Linked DNA regions of Mus musculus: regions 2, 3 and 4 are each linked to region 1. The links are chromatin contacts, called in public ChIA-PET and HiChIP or PLAC-seq maps. All regions are on one chromosome and are shown on one strand. Each heading gives the region's core, a stretch centred on a gene start, on an enhancer-like site or on the middle of the called end of the contact. The rest is flanking DNA. Distances are from core to core; before and after follow the strand shown. Region 1 holds the start of Mrps10 (mitochondrial ribosomal protein S10). Region 2 overlaps Ubr2 (ubiquitin protein ligase E3 component n-recognin 2). Region 3 overlaps Ubr2 (ubiquitin protein ligase E3 component n-recognin 2). Region 4 has its middle 44 kb from the start of Ubr2.

What was found. HiChIP or PLAC-seq counts read pairs in DNA pulled down with a chosen protein or histone mark. ChIA-PET counts read pairs in DNA pulled down with a chosen protein or histone mark.
Region 2: a CTCF HiChIP or PLAC-seq map of the NIH/3T3 cell line shows a contact between it and region 1, with 9 read pairs. The contact joins the enhancer-like site here to the promoter of Mrps10 in region 1. A contact is called at or near these places in 5 of 39 promoter capture datasets (the 3T3-L1 cell line, cranial neural crest, liver and 2 more), 1 of 15 datasets of contacts at CTCF or cohesin (the NIH/3T3 cell line), 2 of 484 Hi-C or Micro-C datasets (the G1E-ER4 cell line and bone marrow-derived macrophages), 6 of 115 datasets of contacts at active chromatin or transcription factors (the NIH/3T3 cell line, bone marrow-derived macrophages, embryonic forebrain and 2 more) and 3 of 9 other capture datasets (adipose tissue, embryonic stem cells and liver).
Region 3: a contact with region 1 is called in an RNA polymerase II ChIA-PET map of memory CD8 T cells, with 14 read pairs. The contact joins the enhancer-like site here to the promoter of Mrps10 in region 1. A contact is called at or near these places in 4 of 39 promoter capture datasets (the 3T3-L1 cell line, the C10 cell line, the HPC-7 cell line and 1 more), 1 of 15 datasets of contacts at CTCF or cohesin (the NIH/3T3 cell line), 4 of 484 Hi-C or Micro-C datasets (the AML12 cell line, bone marrow-derived macrophages, frontal cortex and 1 more), 12 of 115 datasets of contacts at active chromatin or transcription factors (the SCID.adh cell line, bone marrow-derived macrophages, differentiating embryonic stem cells and 6 more) and 3 of 9 other capture datasets (adipose tissue, embryonic stem cells and liver).
Region 4: a contact with region 1 is called in an H3K4me3 HiChIP or PLAC-seq map of bone marrow-derived macrophages, with 6 times the contacts expected there. The contact joins the enhancer-like site here to the promoter of Mrps10 in region 1. A contact is called at or near these places in 7 of 39 promoter capture datasets (the HPC-7 cell line, cranial neural crest, embryonic stem cells and 3 more), 1 of 15 datasets of contacts at CTCF or cohesin (the NIH/3T3 cell line), 8 of 484 Hi-C or Micro-C datasets (the N1E-115 cell line, bone marrow-derived macrophages, embryonic stem cells and 4 more), 25 of 115 datasets of contacts at active chromatin or transcription factors (DN3 thymocytes, the SCID.adh cell line, T-cell acute lymphoblastic leukemia and 16 more) and 4 of 9 other capture datasets (adipose tissue, liver, macrophages and 1 more).

What each region holds. Positions count from the first base shown.
Region 1 is chr17:47,367,368-47,370,326 of GRCm38.p6, reverse strand. Mrps10 (mitochondrial ribosomal protein S10) reads right to left here and starts at 1,440. Exons shown (of 7, transcript NM_001146212.1): 1 at 1,373-1,440. The coding sequence starts at 1,420.
Region 2 is chr17:46,932,207-46,935,165 of GRCm38.p6, reverse strand. Ubr2 (ubiquitin protein ligase E3 component n-recognin 2) reads left to right here. Exons shown (of 47, transcript NM_146078.3): 45 at 921-1,091; 46 at 2,612-2,713. Among named protein-coding and RNA genes, the nearest start is that of Prph2, 23 kb to the right of the region's middle. Within about 2 kb of position 1,440, at least 97 of the 459 cell types and tissues checked have an H3K27ac peak or open chromatin away from gene starts, as enhancers often do. A contact at or near this core is called in the NIH/3T3 cell line and bone marrow-derived macrophages, where this site is marked.
Region 3 is chr17:46,965,641-46,968,599 of GRCm38.p6, reverse strand. It overlaps Ubr2 (ubiquitin protein ligase E3 component n-recognin 2), which reads left to right. Exons shown (of 47, transcript NM_146078.3): 18 at 151-216; 19 at 1,288-1,410; 20 at 1,505-1,568; 21 at 2,335-2,459. Among named protein-coding and RNA genes, the nearest start is that of Ubr2, 43 kb to the left of the region's middle. Within about 2 kb of position 1,464, at least 24 of the 459 cell types and tissues checked have an H3K27ac peak or open chromatin away from gene starts, as enhancers often do. A contact at or near this core is called in memory CD8 T cells, where this site is marked.
Region 4 is chr17:47,053,479-47,056,437 of GRCm38.p6, reverse strand. No RefSeq gene overlaps it. Among named protein-coding and RNA genes, the nearest start is that of Ubr2, 44 kb to the right of the region's middle. Within about 2 kb of position 1,592, at least 59 of the 459 cell types and tissues checked have an H3K27ac peak or open chromatin away from gene starts, as enhancers often do. A contact at or near this core is called in adipose tissue, bone marrow-derived macrophages, granulocyte-monocyte progenitors and 1 more, where this site is marked.

The DNA.
Region 1 (2,959 bases), core at 191-2,690:
GTTCAGTGGAGTCTTCCAGAGCTGCGTGGGTTGTACCATCTAGTAAAAGATGGTATGCGAAAACTAACGAGAGAAAAGCTGCCTTTGCTGGAAGGCTGCGTCCCAGGCTTACTCTTCTTCAAATTTGCTTCTGCTTTGGAAAGCAGGCTTTCTAAAGTGTTAACTAACCTGGGACGATATCGAGGCTGGAGTGATGGCTCGGCAACCCTAGCAGACCACTCGAGTCCCACAGAAGGCTACAAATGGGCTTCAGTGGCAGAACCCTTGTCTGGTGTAAGCAAGGCCCTGGGTTCAATCTCTAGTATGAAAAACAAACTTTTTGGAATCTTTGATCCTTTTTTTTTTCGAGACAGGGTTTCTCTGTGTAGCCCCGGCTGTCCTGGAACTCACTTTGTAGACCAGGCTGGCCTTGAACTCAGAAATCCGCCTGCCTCTGCCTCCCGAGTGCTGGGATTAAAGGCGTGCGCCTCTTGCTTTGGCCTCTCAAGGGCTGGTATTACAGGTGTGGGCCACCACCTCTGGGTTACATGCTGCTGTGGGGCCGACAGGGCCAGCTTTAGGCATTAGGCCCTTGAGCAACCGAGCCACAGTGTCAGCTCTTCCTTTTTTAAAGAATTCGTTTATTTTGGGACAGGGCCTCAATATGCAAGCCAGGTTTTACAAGTAATGCTATTTCAGGGTCAGCCATCTGACCCAGTTCTGAGCATTATTTTCAAAACTACTAAATGACCATTGAGAAGAGTCACAAAAGTTTCAAGACCAAAGTTCTTGAGAACAGCCTGGTTTTTTTGTTTTTAATTTAAATTATTTTTGTGATAGGATCTCAATACATAACCTGGCTGTCTTCGAACCCAGAAGTTCGTCCGCCTGCCTCCTTTCCCCAGTGCTGTGATTCATGCCATGCGAACTCCAGGCAAGTTTTCCTTTTTCAAAGACCCTCTCGAGGGAGATCTGACCCATTCCCCTGACCTGGGAGCTCTCGGGTCACCTCCTCAGCCGTGGAGGCGAGCAGGGCGTCCCAGTGGGGCTGCACCGGGGCTTTATGTGACCCAGCGTTTGCTGGCTCGGTTCCTAAGAATCCGAGACCAGCGTTGTCTTCTCTGAGCTCACGGTTTCCATGGCCCTCTCTACCGTGGAGGGAGGGCTCTGAACGCGTTTTCCTCATCCTTCCTGCTCTGACGTCTTACGGTTCTCGCTCCCGTCTTGCCAATTTATGTAGGGTCCCTCGAGAGAAAAACCTGCCCTTTTCTTGTCACTTTCTAATAACTTCCTCCAACGGAGGATGACTCCGTACGGGTCGGGCAGAGGGTGGCAGCGAGACTCGACGATGACGGCGCCGTCGGCAGCCGGGACCCCACGCCCACCCCTTTACCTGCTGCAGGCGCCGGCACAGAGCCACACACGCTGCGCGCGCCGCCATCTTGGTGCCCTGATCGCCCAGGACCGCTTCCGGGGTCACAGCATTGTTCGCGAACCATAGAGTTCGAAAAGGAAAGAGTGTCTCCTGTGTTCCGACACTGAAACAACCATAGAGACGGTGCTCCTTGAATTTTTTTAAAATTATATTTTAAATTTTCTATTTTCTTATTTATTTACTTATTTATTATTCACTCATTCATTTAAGGTTTTGAGTGGATGCGTCGCTTCCGCCGTCTGGATAAACTCCCAGGTTCTATCTATACGCTGTCTATCCTAAGATCCTATTTGTCTTGGGTGGTTCTGTTTGCTTAGAGACAAACACAACAGAAATACTTGGGAAGGAAGTTGCTGCTGCTACTGAGTCCAAATTCTAACATTTTACCTTATTGCAAAAGGCGTTTCATTCTTAAACTTTGTTCACACCATCGGAATGCCAGGCTTGTTAATGGATTTTTCTAAATTGTGTTTTTCAAAATGCCTTCCCATGCAATTTAGCATAATGGAAGCTCCACACTTAGGCGCTCTGGTTTCTATTTAGGTGGGTGACTTGATCAAATTTCTTCCGTACTTTGAACCCCCTTTTTTTTTTTTTTTTTCTTTCACTTGCCAAGTAGAGATGAGAACAAATCATACTTGCAGTAGAGGATTAAATGAGATTAAAATGCTACATGATAAATGTCATCCTGAATTTGTGACATCTCTTCTACATCCTGGGCCTTAAGAGGTTGTTGGGAAAATGAATAAGGGTCAACTTAATGCGAATGAAACAAAGTATATGTCTTAGTAAGGGTTTCTATTGCTGCTACAAAACAACATGATCAAAAAGCAAGCTGGGGAGGAAAGGGTTTATTTGGCTTGCACTTCCAGATCACAGTCCATCACTGGAGGAAGTCAGGACAGGAACTCAAGCAGAGCTGGAATCTGGAGGCAGGAGCTGATGCAGAGGCCATGGAGGGGTCCTGCTTACTGGCTTGCTTCCCATGGCTTGCTCAATCTGCCTTCTAATAGAACCCAGAACTACCAACCCAGGAATGGCAGCACCCACAGTAGGCTGGGCCCTCCCCCACAGATCAGCAGTTGTGAAAATGCCTTACAGTTGGATCGTATGGAGATATGTCTTCAACTGAGGCTCCTTCCTCTCCAGTGACTCCAGCTTGGGTCAAGTTGACACACAAAACTAGCCAATACTATATCTCCATAAACCATCATGCCAATGTAAAGCTGGGTCTCCCACAAGCAGGCATTAATTCTTATTTGGCAGGCCAGAGAACTAAGCAAAGGGTAGAATGTCCAGATGGCACAACTGATGAGAGATTTATGAATATGGACCACTTTCCTGCCCCTCAGGCGGGCCTATATGTGATCTCTATATGGAAACAGAATCTTTAACTAGTGTGTGGCTGGATTTGGCTATGCCCTACCTGCACAGGCAACCCAGAAGTGTCCTCAGAATTAGCTCTGGTGGCCCCTCTCAGCCAATGATCTGTTCTGACAGTACCCCAACCTTAATCTCTTTACTACCTCTAGACTTTGCATCCAT
Region 2 (2,959 bases), core at 191-2,690, 440 kb after region 1:
CTGAGCCATCTCTCCAGCCCTGCATTTGTGATTCTTTTTTTTTTTTTTTTGGTTTTTCGAGACAGGGTTTCTCTGTGTAGCCCTGGCTGTCCTGGAACTCACTTTGTAGACCAGGCTGGCCTCGAAATCCGCCTACCTCTGCCTCCCGAGTGCTGGGATTAAAGGCGTGCGCCACCACACCTGGCCTGCATTTGTGATTCTTAAGGAGTTTTCTGTCTCTGGGTATCTCCTGCGTCTCCCTCCTTGCTCTGTAGACACGTCACTCTGAGTGCTGTGCTGAGTCTCTGCCCTCTTTTACTCTGTTGATGTGCTAAAGCACTGACCAGAGCAACGTGGGGAGGAAAAGGGTTAACCTGCTTACAGGTTACAGTCTGTCACTGAGGGAGGTCAGAGCAGGGGCTCAGAGCAGGAACCTGGACGGGGGACTGAAGCAGAGGCCATGGAAGAACACTGTCACTGGTTTGCTCCGTCTGCGTTCTTATATAACCTGGGCCCACCTGCCCGTCATCAATTAGCCATCAAGAAGAAAGTGTCTCCAAAGATGTGCCCACAGGCCATTCTAACAGAAGCCATCTCTTGTTTGAAGCTTCTTCTCGCCCCCTCCCCATGTGTCTGGGAAGCTAACATGGGTGTCTGTTCCGCGTCACTCCATTTAAGTGGCTGTGTCTGCAGTACTTTGCACACTGTGTCTGAGATTTGTACGTGACTGAGGCATCACTCTTCCGTGCCCCAATAGTAGTTCCTGTTGTTCACACAGTGTTCCCATCTGCCTGTCCCAGATGTTGCTCCCTTAGGTGTTTCTGGTAGGTGGTATTAGTGTGTGTCCCAGTGTCCTGTCACAGAATGGTGAATACTGACAGATTATTTTCCAGGGTGCTCTGTGCCTGTTCCTTTGTAACAGTGCTGTCTTTATCTTCCAGGTGCCCCAAATCAGGTGGCGACAAGAGCAGAGCTCCTACTCTGTGCCTCGTGTGTGGGAGTCTCCTCTGCTCTCAGAGTTACTGCTGCCAAGCTGAGCTGGAGGGTGAGGACGTCGGAGCCTGCACAGCACACACCTACTCCTGCGGCTCCGGGGCCGGCATCTTCCTGAGGTAAGGCCCTCGGCTGGCCGTGTTCACCTGAGCACTTCGGGGACTTTCGAAGCCACTGTGCCACTGTGTGCAGACTACAAAGAGCCAGGGCTCTCACATTTCCCGTATGGCTGGTGACAGCTCCCAACTGACAGCTTAGCTCCCCTTTGTGCCTCCTTAAATGTGGGGCGATCCCTGTCCCTCGTTTCCTCCCCAAATTCAGGTAAAGAATTCCCCCGTCAGGAACTGCAGAGACGGAGCACAAGAGCACCTGTATTCAGGTCCCAGCATTTGGGTCAGCAGTGCAGCTCACGACTGCCTGTAGCTCTGGTGCTAGGGGATCTGCTGCCCTCTGCTGGCCTCTGTGGACTCACACACTTACACATAAAGCATAAATTTGTAAATCTTTAGAGCCCAGCATCATCTTTGCCTCTGTGGTGCTCTTAGGTTTTCTCTGAGGAGGCACGGGTTGCCACTGGGTCCTGTACTCAGATAAAAATACTTAGTAACTGTTGTATGTCATTTTTTAAACGAGTAATTTTCTCATAATTGTGGGGAAAAGATGAGCTGTCTTTCCCCACACTTAGCTGTTTTAAATTCTGCTTGGAGCCCTGGGTTCTCGACACAGTCACTGTCTGAATTTGCAGCACGTCATTGCCAGGTACATTCCCGCCGCATGGCTCCACTGAACACTTGTGTAAAGAGTCCCTTGTTCTCCTGAATTGGCACCTCGGAGGCTTACCTCCTCCGTCTGCTAACCTAGGCCTAGGCCTGGGGACTTCCAGACTGCACACAGGCCAATCTAGGCCGACAGTGTTTCCAGCCTCTGAGACTTTGTGCTGAATAAGCTCACCCTTCCTGGTTCTTTCTGAGCTCTGACTGGCTGTGACTCACACCCCTCTCCATGCTGACTGAGTCAGACTGACTTCTGAGTTGCTCTGTTTGGCCTCATGCTACCTTTGCAAGCTCCTCTGATCTTCTGGCTCCTTCTCATTCTCTGACTCATTCTGTCTTCACCGTGTCTGCTTGGTCTCTCTTCAGCCTGTCTCTGTAAAACCCTCCCGGTAAATCTGCCTTCTCTCTTCCCTCTGGCTCTGCGCTGCTCTCTCAAGTAGCTTCCTCTTCCTCAAGAGAGTGAGGCACATCCTATTCTGTCAGATCTTTCTCTGATTCATAATTCTGTCTGCCACTCCATTAGACGTCACTTCCAAACATGGCTGTGTCCTTCCACAAACTATGGATTTAAAGGTATGTCCTAAAGGCAAGTCTGTATTCCAGCAGAGGGATTAAAACCGAGCCGTACCACAACTAGAAACAGTTTTTTCCATAAGTAACACAGTCTCAGGGTTCACAGTGTGATCAAGTCCCCTGCACCAGACTTGGGCGGATACCTTGCTACTCGCAGGTATCTCTGTTACAGCTGCTCTCGTCTCCTGACCTGGCCTTTTGTGCATGTGTTTCCTTACATAAGCCTTTTCTCTGAGTTGAATCAACATCATGTTACTTACATAAATGTACAAAGATGAATGCTCTCTCCACAGAGTGCGGGAATGTCAGGTGCTATTTTTAGCTGGCAAAACCAAAGGATGTTTTTATTCTCCTCCTTACCTTGACGACTATGGAGAGACCGACCAGGGACTCAGGTAAGGACCCGGCCTGGGGTTAGGAAGATGAGCCTCGTGGAGAGCATGATAAGCAGGGAGGTCCTGAAGTCAGCTGGGCTGGTACCCAGGAGTGGGCTCTGCTGAAGGTAGCTTGTCACCCGTGGACTTGTCACCTGTGGACTCGTTCTCAAGGAGCACACCTGGCTCCTGCTTTGTGTGCATTTGCCACCTTTGGAAAGCCAGGAGTGGGTGGGGAGAGGGCTTGGTTGGTAAAGTGCCTGCCAT
Region 3 (2,959 bases), core at 215-2,714, 400 kb after region 1:
TTAACTAAAAGCCCATACCAGCTCCAACCACACAGGAAGGCACACACTTGTGCTTACACAAACCCATGCTTTTTTCTTGCAGTGGGGAAATGATCAGGAAGCCATACCCATCAGAGCTTATTTACCTAATATAATTAATTATCGTTTTAGATCTATTACTACCATAATGTGAAATGCAGGCGAGAGATGTTCGACAAGGACATAGTGATGCTTCAGGTAATGAGTTAAAAACCCTGACTTCAGGGCTGTGGGGAGGCCTGGTCTTGTTTTACTGAGTCAGTCACCTAACACTCACTTGCAGATCTCTGAATCCTACCTGCTCTGTCTACTAACACTCCCCACTCAAGGCCAACAGCCTGCAGAATGCTTCCCCCAGTCTCCAGATCAGGGTCAGACTCAGCATGCCAGATGCAGCTGCTACAGTCAGACAGACAGCTGGCTAGACAGACAGACAGACAGCTCAGTGCTTAAGAGCTTTGCTGCTCATAAAGGAGCCGAGTTCTTTTTCCAGCACCACAGCAGGCAGCCACAACCACGGGGACTCCAGCTCCTTTCTGGTCTCTGTAGGCACAGCACTCATGTGGCAGACACTGGCACGCATAACCGTAAATTCTAAAAAATAAACAGACTGGCTTGGTGGTGCACGCAGAGACAGGCAGATCTCTGAGTTCGAAGGCAGTGTGCTTACATAGTGAGACCCTGACTCAACAGACTTAATAGCAGCAGCAGCACCAAAAGATAGGTGCTATGGATATGGTCCAGCACTGGCTGCTCTTCCAGAGAACTCTACTTCAGTTCCTAGCTGTTGAGTCCAGTTTGATTTAGAACTTTTAAAAATGGCATTAAGAGAAAAGAAGCTATCGTTTTATGTAATGGAGTGCTTACCACAAAAGGGTCTCAGTAACAGAATACGTATGTACATACTAGGGGCTTAATTGATATTCCTCTCAGTTCCTAGTAGGCAGTGAACTCTGATAGGAAACTGCAGCGAAATTCATAGCCGTGTCCTTCAGTGGACTGAGACAGGAAAGGAGCCGAACTGCCTGTGTGGTTCTCCTGGGGTTCAGTTTTAAGGGAGGTTTCTTTGTGTGGATTGTTTGACCTGCTTAGATTCCTGTCCCCTCTTGGCAGCCACATGATATAGGGTGTGGCTAAGTAGGTGTCCATTTTTTCTTCAAATTGGTGGTCAAATAAGCTGTTTTCTTGTGCAACCTTAAACATCTCTCACTAACACTGAGTGTCCCTTCTGACCTTCCTCTTCTCCTTTGTCTCAAACAAACAAAAAAGACAGGTGTCTCCATGATGGACCCAAACCACTTCCTGATGATCATGCTCAGCCGCTTTGAACTCTATCAGCTCTTCAGCACGCCTGACTATGGGAAGAGATTCAGTTCTGAGGTTACCCATAAGGTAAGAGCCTGTGTCACAACGCCCACGTGTCCTGTATGTGTGAGGGACAGCAGTGGGCGTGTTCTCACCTCTGCACTTGCCCCTCCTCCCACAGGACGTCGTTCAGCAGAACAACACTCTGATCGAAGAGATGCTCTACCTCATCATCATGCTTGTGGGTGAGTGCACACCGCCTTGATGTGGGCCTGGCGATGGCAGCAGGGCGCTGAGCTTGCTCGATCAGTCATGGGAAGAGAACGGGCACACAGCCCTTCACACACACACACCCCAGAAAGAGGAAGGGGTGCAATGGCCGAAACAGATGAACTGAAAGGCTGTATTTGGGCCAAGGGTGGAGGGAGACTGGCACAGCTTGGGAACACATTGTGAGCAGAGAGTTGCTAGGACTAAAATCTTCGCTTTGTTTCTTCTCTCTTGGTTCTTGGTTTAAATGTCTTCTTGACTCCAAAGACAGCAACCACAGGTTAATGAAGACCAGTGACTCAGAGACGTCTGTTTATTACCTACGTCTCCTGTTCGCTTGGCCCTGCTTTCCCAGTTCTTTGATCCCTTCTGCTCTGTCATTCCCCCACTGTTCAGACCTTCTGTGGCCGTAAAGTAGCCAATCCAGTGGGCAGAGGTGGCCCTAATGAAGAGGGTCTCAGAGTGATACCAGCCTGTCCTAGACAGAAGCACAGAGGAGGAAAGGGTGTGACTTCCACTGGTCCCGTCGTACTTCTGGTCCTTCTCCAAAGCAGCCATGAAACCTTAAGTCGGTGCATCAGACTCAGTATAAACGGGAACTGCTATTGCCTTCCAAACCAGCCTTTATTTTCCCACAGAGTGACCCAGACAGAGGATGGATTCTGTTGCAAGAACTGGAAATCTGTACACATAAGTACATGGGTCCATTAAATGTGTGCATCTACCTTTCATTTTGGACAGGAGAAAGATTCAACCCTGGGGTTGGACAGGTGGCTGCCACAGATGAAATCAAGAGGGAGATTATCCATCAGTTGAGCATCAAGCCTATGGCTCACAGTGAGCTGGTGAAGTCTCTGCCTGAAGATGTAAGTGTCCACAGTTAAGAAACCCGGAAGCTGCTCCTCCCCAGCAGTGTGTGCACTTCCCCCCTGGGTGCAAGCTACAGTTCTAAGATGGCTATTCCATCTGGAAAGGAGAACACTGGGAACAGTGACTAGGGAGCAGAGCTGAGCTAGAGAGAACTCTGAAGAATGTGGTGCTTAGAGCTAAGTGGTTTTGTCCACAGAGCAGGGGCATATTAGGGTCTGTCTGACCCCAAGGAGTGCAGGTGACGCTTTCACCTGAGGGAGGAGGTATCCACTCGAACTTGAGTAAACACACATTCTCAGGGCTTTTTCCTTACTCCAGTGCAGAAGAGTCTCTTGGTTGGTTGGTTGGTTGGTTGGTTGGTTTGGTTTTCATTTTAAAGAGGGTTTCTCTGTGTAGCCCTGACTGTCCTGAAACTTTCTCTGTAGTTCAGGCTGGCCTCAAACTTAGAGATCTGCCTGCCTCTGCCTCCCTGGGGCCAGGCTTAAAGGCATGCACC
Region 4 (2,959 bases), core at 343-2,842, 310 kb after region 1:
AAACTAAATCGTTTTTCTGGATGTGGGACTTTCAGACTAAACTGGGAGATGTCCAAAGCAAACGGGACCAAGGAGTCACTGTGGCTGTCAGGTTCTTCGGACTGTGTGGGAGACATGTGCAGTTCACACAGGGATGCCGGGCTGTGTGTGGAGTCACAGTCGATGCTCTTGTGAGTGGATGTGTGTGCTGAATTGTCCTCTAGGGAACCCTGGTGTGCTAGAATCGTGAAGAAAAGTTGGATTAGGCACTGGGGAGTTGGTTCGCTCTGGAAAGTGTATGCCATGCAGGCATGAGGACCAGAGTTCGGATTCTCGTCACAAACATAAAAACCAAGGCTCTGGTATAGCTCCAGGCTCTCAGGGATTGGGCAGAGACAGGAGGATCCCTGGGGCTCCCTGGCCAGCCAGGCTAGCCAGGGAGCCCCAGGTTCATTTAAAGATTCTGTCTGAAAGAATAATAAGGTAAGAGGCTGGTGGGATGGGTCAGTGTATAAGGGTGTTCATCACCAACTGGGATAATATGAGTTGAATCTCTGAAGCCCAATGGGGGAATCTCTTCTGGCCTCCTAGTGCACTGTGGCATGCAAGGTCTACAAACATGTATGTATGTATGTATGTATGTATGTATGTATGTATGTATGTATGTTTGCACCTGTGCTCTCTCTCTCTCTTTCTGTCTCTCTCTCTCTCTCACACACACACACACACACACCCCAAATAAATGAATAAATAAGCATTTAAAATTTTTTAAGGGCCGGTGAGATGGCTCAGTGGGTAAGAGCCCCCGACTGCTCTTCTGAAGGTCCAAAGTTCAAATCCCAGCAACCACATGGTGGCTCACAACCATCCATAATGAGATCTGACTCCCTCTTCTGGTGTGTCTGAAGACAGCTACAGTGTACTTACATATAATAAAAATAAATCTTAAAAAAATTTTTTTTAAGGTGGAGAAGCAATTGAAGAGGGTACCTGACACCTGCCTCTGGCCTACACATGGGCACTCTGTGCGCACAAGAATGTCTCTCCGCACATACACAAGTGCATGTGAAATGAAAGGAGTCTGCTTTAGCAGAGGAGTGGAGGTACTTGACAAGACTGAAGAACTGGAAGGACCGGTATGGACCGGGATTCCAGATTTCAGGAATCAGAGAGGCACTGTAGGGCAGAGACCCAGCCCCCAGCCTGGCAAGATAGAGTCCTGGTACCACGGGCTTGGGAACCAGAATCAGGTTTCAAGCAGAAAATCTCCTTAGGGACTAAGGCTCAGGGTATCGCTCGGCTCTGGAGTTTCCAAGAGTGAACAATTAGGAATGGAGAGATGCACTAAGAGGCTCTGTCCTAAAGCCTCAAAGAGGGCTACCAAGATGGTTCTGTGGATAAAGGTGCTTGCTACCAAGCCTGACAACCTGAGTTCGATTCTGAGGACCCACAGAGTGGAAAAGAAAGAACCGGCTCCCTCAAGTTGTCCTATGACCGCCACATTCATGGACGCATAAATAAATAATAAATAAATAAGGCATTCATGAGACCATGTGAAAAATCACACACAGCCAGCCTGGTTCTCCTTTCCTTAAGCTGCCTGCCTGCCAGTGCTAATTTTAGTGTCAGGGCAGTCTAGAGAAGCGGCTCCCACCGGTTCCTGCCAGTTCAGACTGCGCATTGTTCTTTCGTTTCCTGAAATATCTAACTTTGCATTTCTTTAAAAAAAAATACTACCCCCAATATGCATTGGGATAAAATTAGATCATGAAGAAAAATGTAACGACGAAAGCAAAAGTTCCTGCAATTGCTCTCGATTTAACTGGCTGTTGACGTTTCTGTGTTCTGTCCCGCTCATAGGGAGCCACTGACTTTGTCTCTGGAAGTTCAACTGTGTGTGATTTCTTTTGGGAAGGGTGAGGTATAAGGGTTCCACAGTACTAGCCAACCAGACTGGCATGGCATCTGAGATCGTCCCAGCTCAGCCTTCCAAACGCTGGCATTCTGGCGTGCATCACCACATTCGACTCCAAATGTCATTTTTGGATGGTGGGCGGGGTGGGGTGGGGGTTGTTTGTTTGTTTGATTGCTTGTTTGTTTGTTTGTTTGTTTGTGTGATTGTTTCATTTTGTCTTGAAACAGGATCTCAAAGTGATACAGTCTGGCCTCAAACTCACTATGCAACTAATCGGCCTTAACTCTCTTCCGGTCTGTCTCTCAAGCTAGGGTTACAAACATGTGACATTATGCCTGGCTTGCTAAATGCCTTTTCTAACTGAGTTGGTTGGTTGGTTGGTTAGTTAGTTGGTTTGTTAGTTAGTTGGTTAGTTAGTTGGTTAGTTACATACTTATTTAGTTAGTTGAAACACAGTCTCCTATAGGTCTGCCTGCCCTCAAACTTGCACAGTAGCTGAAGTTAACCTTGAACTCCTCATCCTTCTGTCTCCACCTCTCAAGTTCTGGAAGCCTGCATCACCCTACCCCACCTTAATATATTGTTTTAACATAACATTTGCTGAAAACTTTTTCCGCCTCAATAAATAGTATCTATATCAGCATCAGATGCCAGCTCACCAGAACCTAGTCTTATCTGGGAGATGGAATTCTGGCCATGCCTGTCAAGGGCGGGCTTGATTGAGTTAATGTGAGAAGACTCTTCCTAACCATGGGTGGGAGTGTTCCCTAGGCAGCGGATCCTGGACTACACAGAGCGGAGAACAGTGAGCTAAGTCGTGGCCAGCATACACACACACTGCTTCTCCGCTGTGCATGGGATGCAGCCAGCTCCTCCGAGCTCCAGGTGCCTTGGCTTCCCCCACTCCTCCTGCTCCATGGCAGTCTGTAACTTGAGCTGTGAGTCTGAGTAAACCTTTCTCCCTTAAGTTGCTTTTGTTAGAGTATTTAACAACAGCAACAGGAAAAGAAGCTAAGATACATACTGTTTCCTTAAACTGACAGTCAAAATAAGGGTACAACAGTC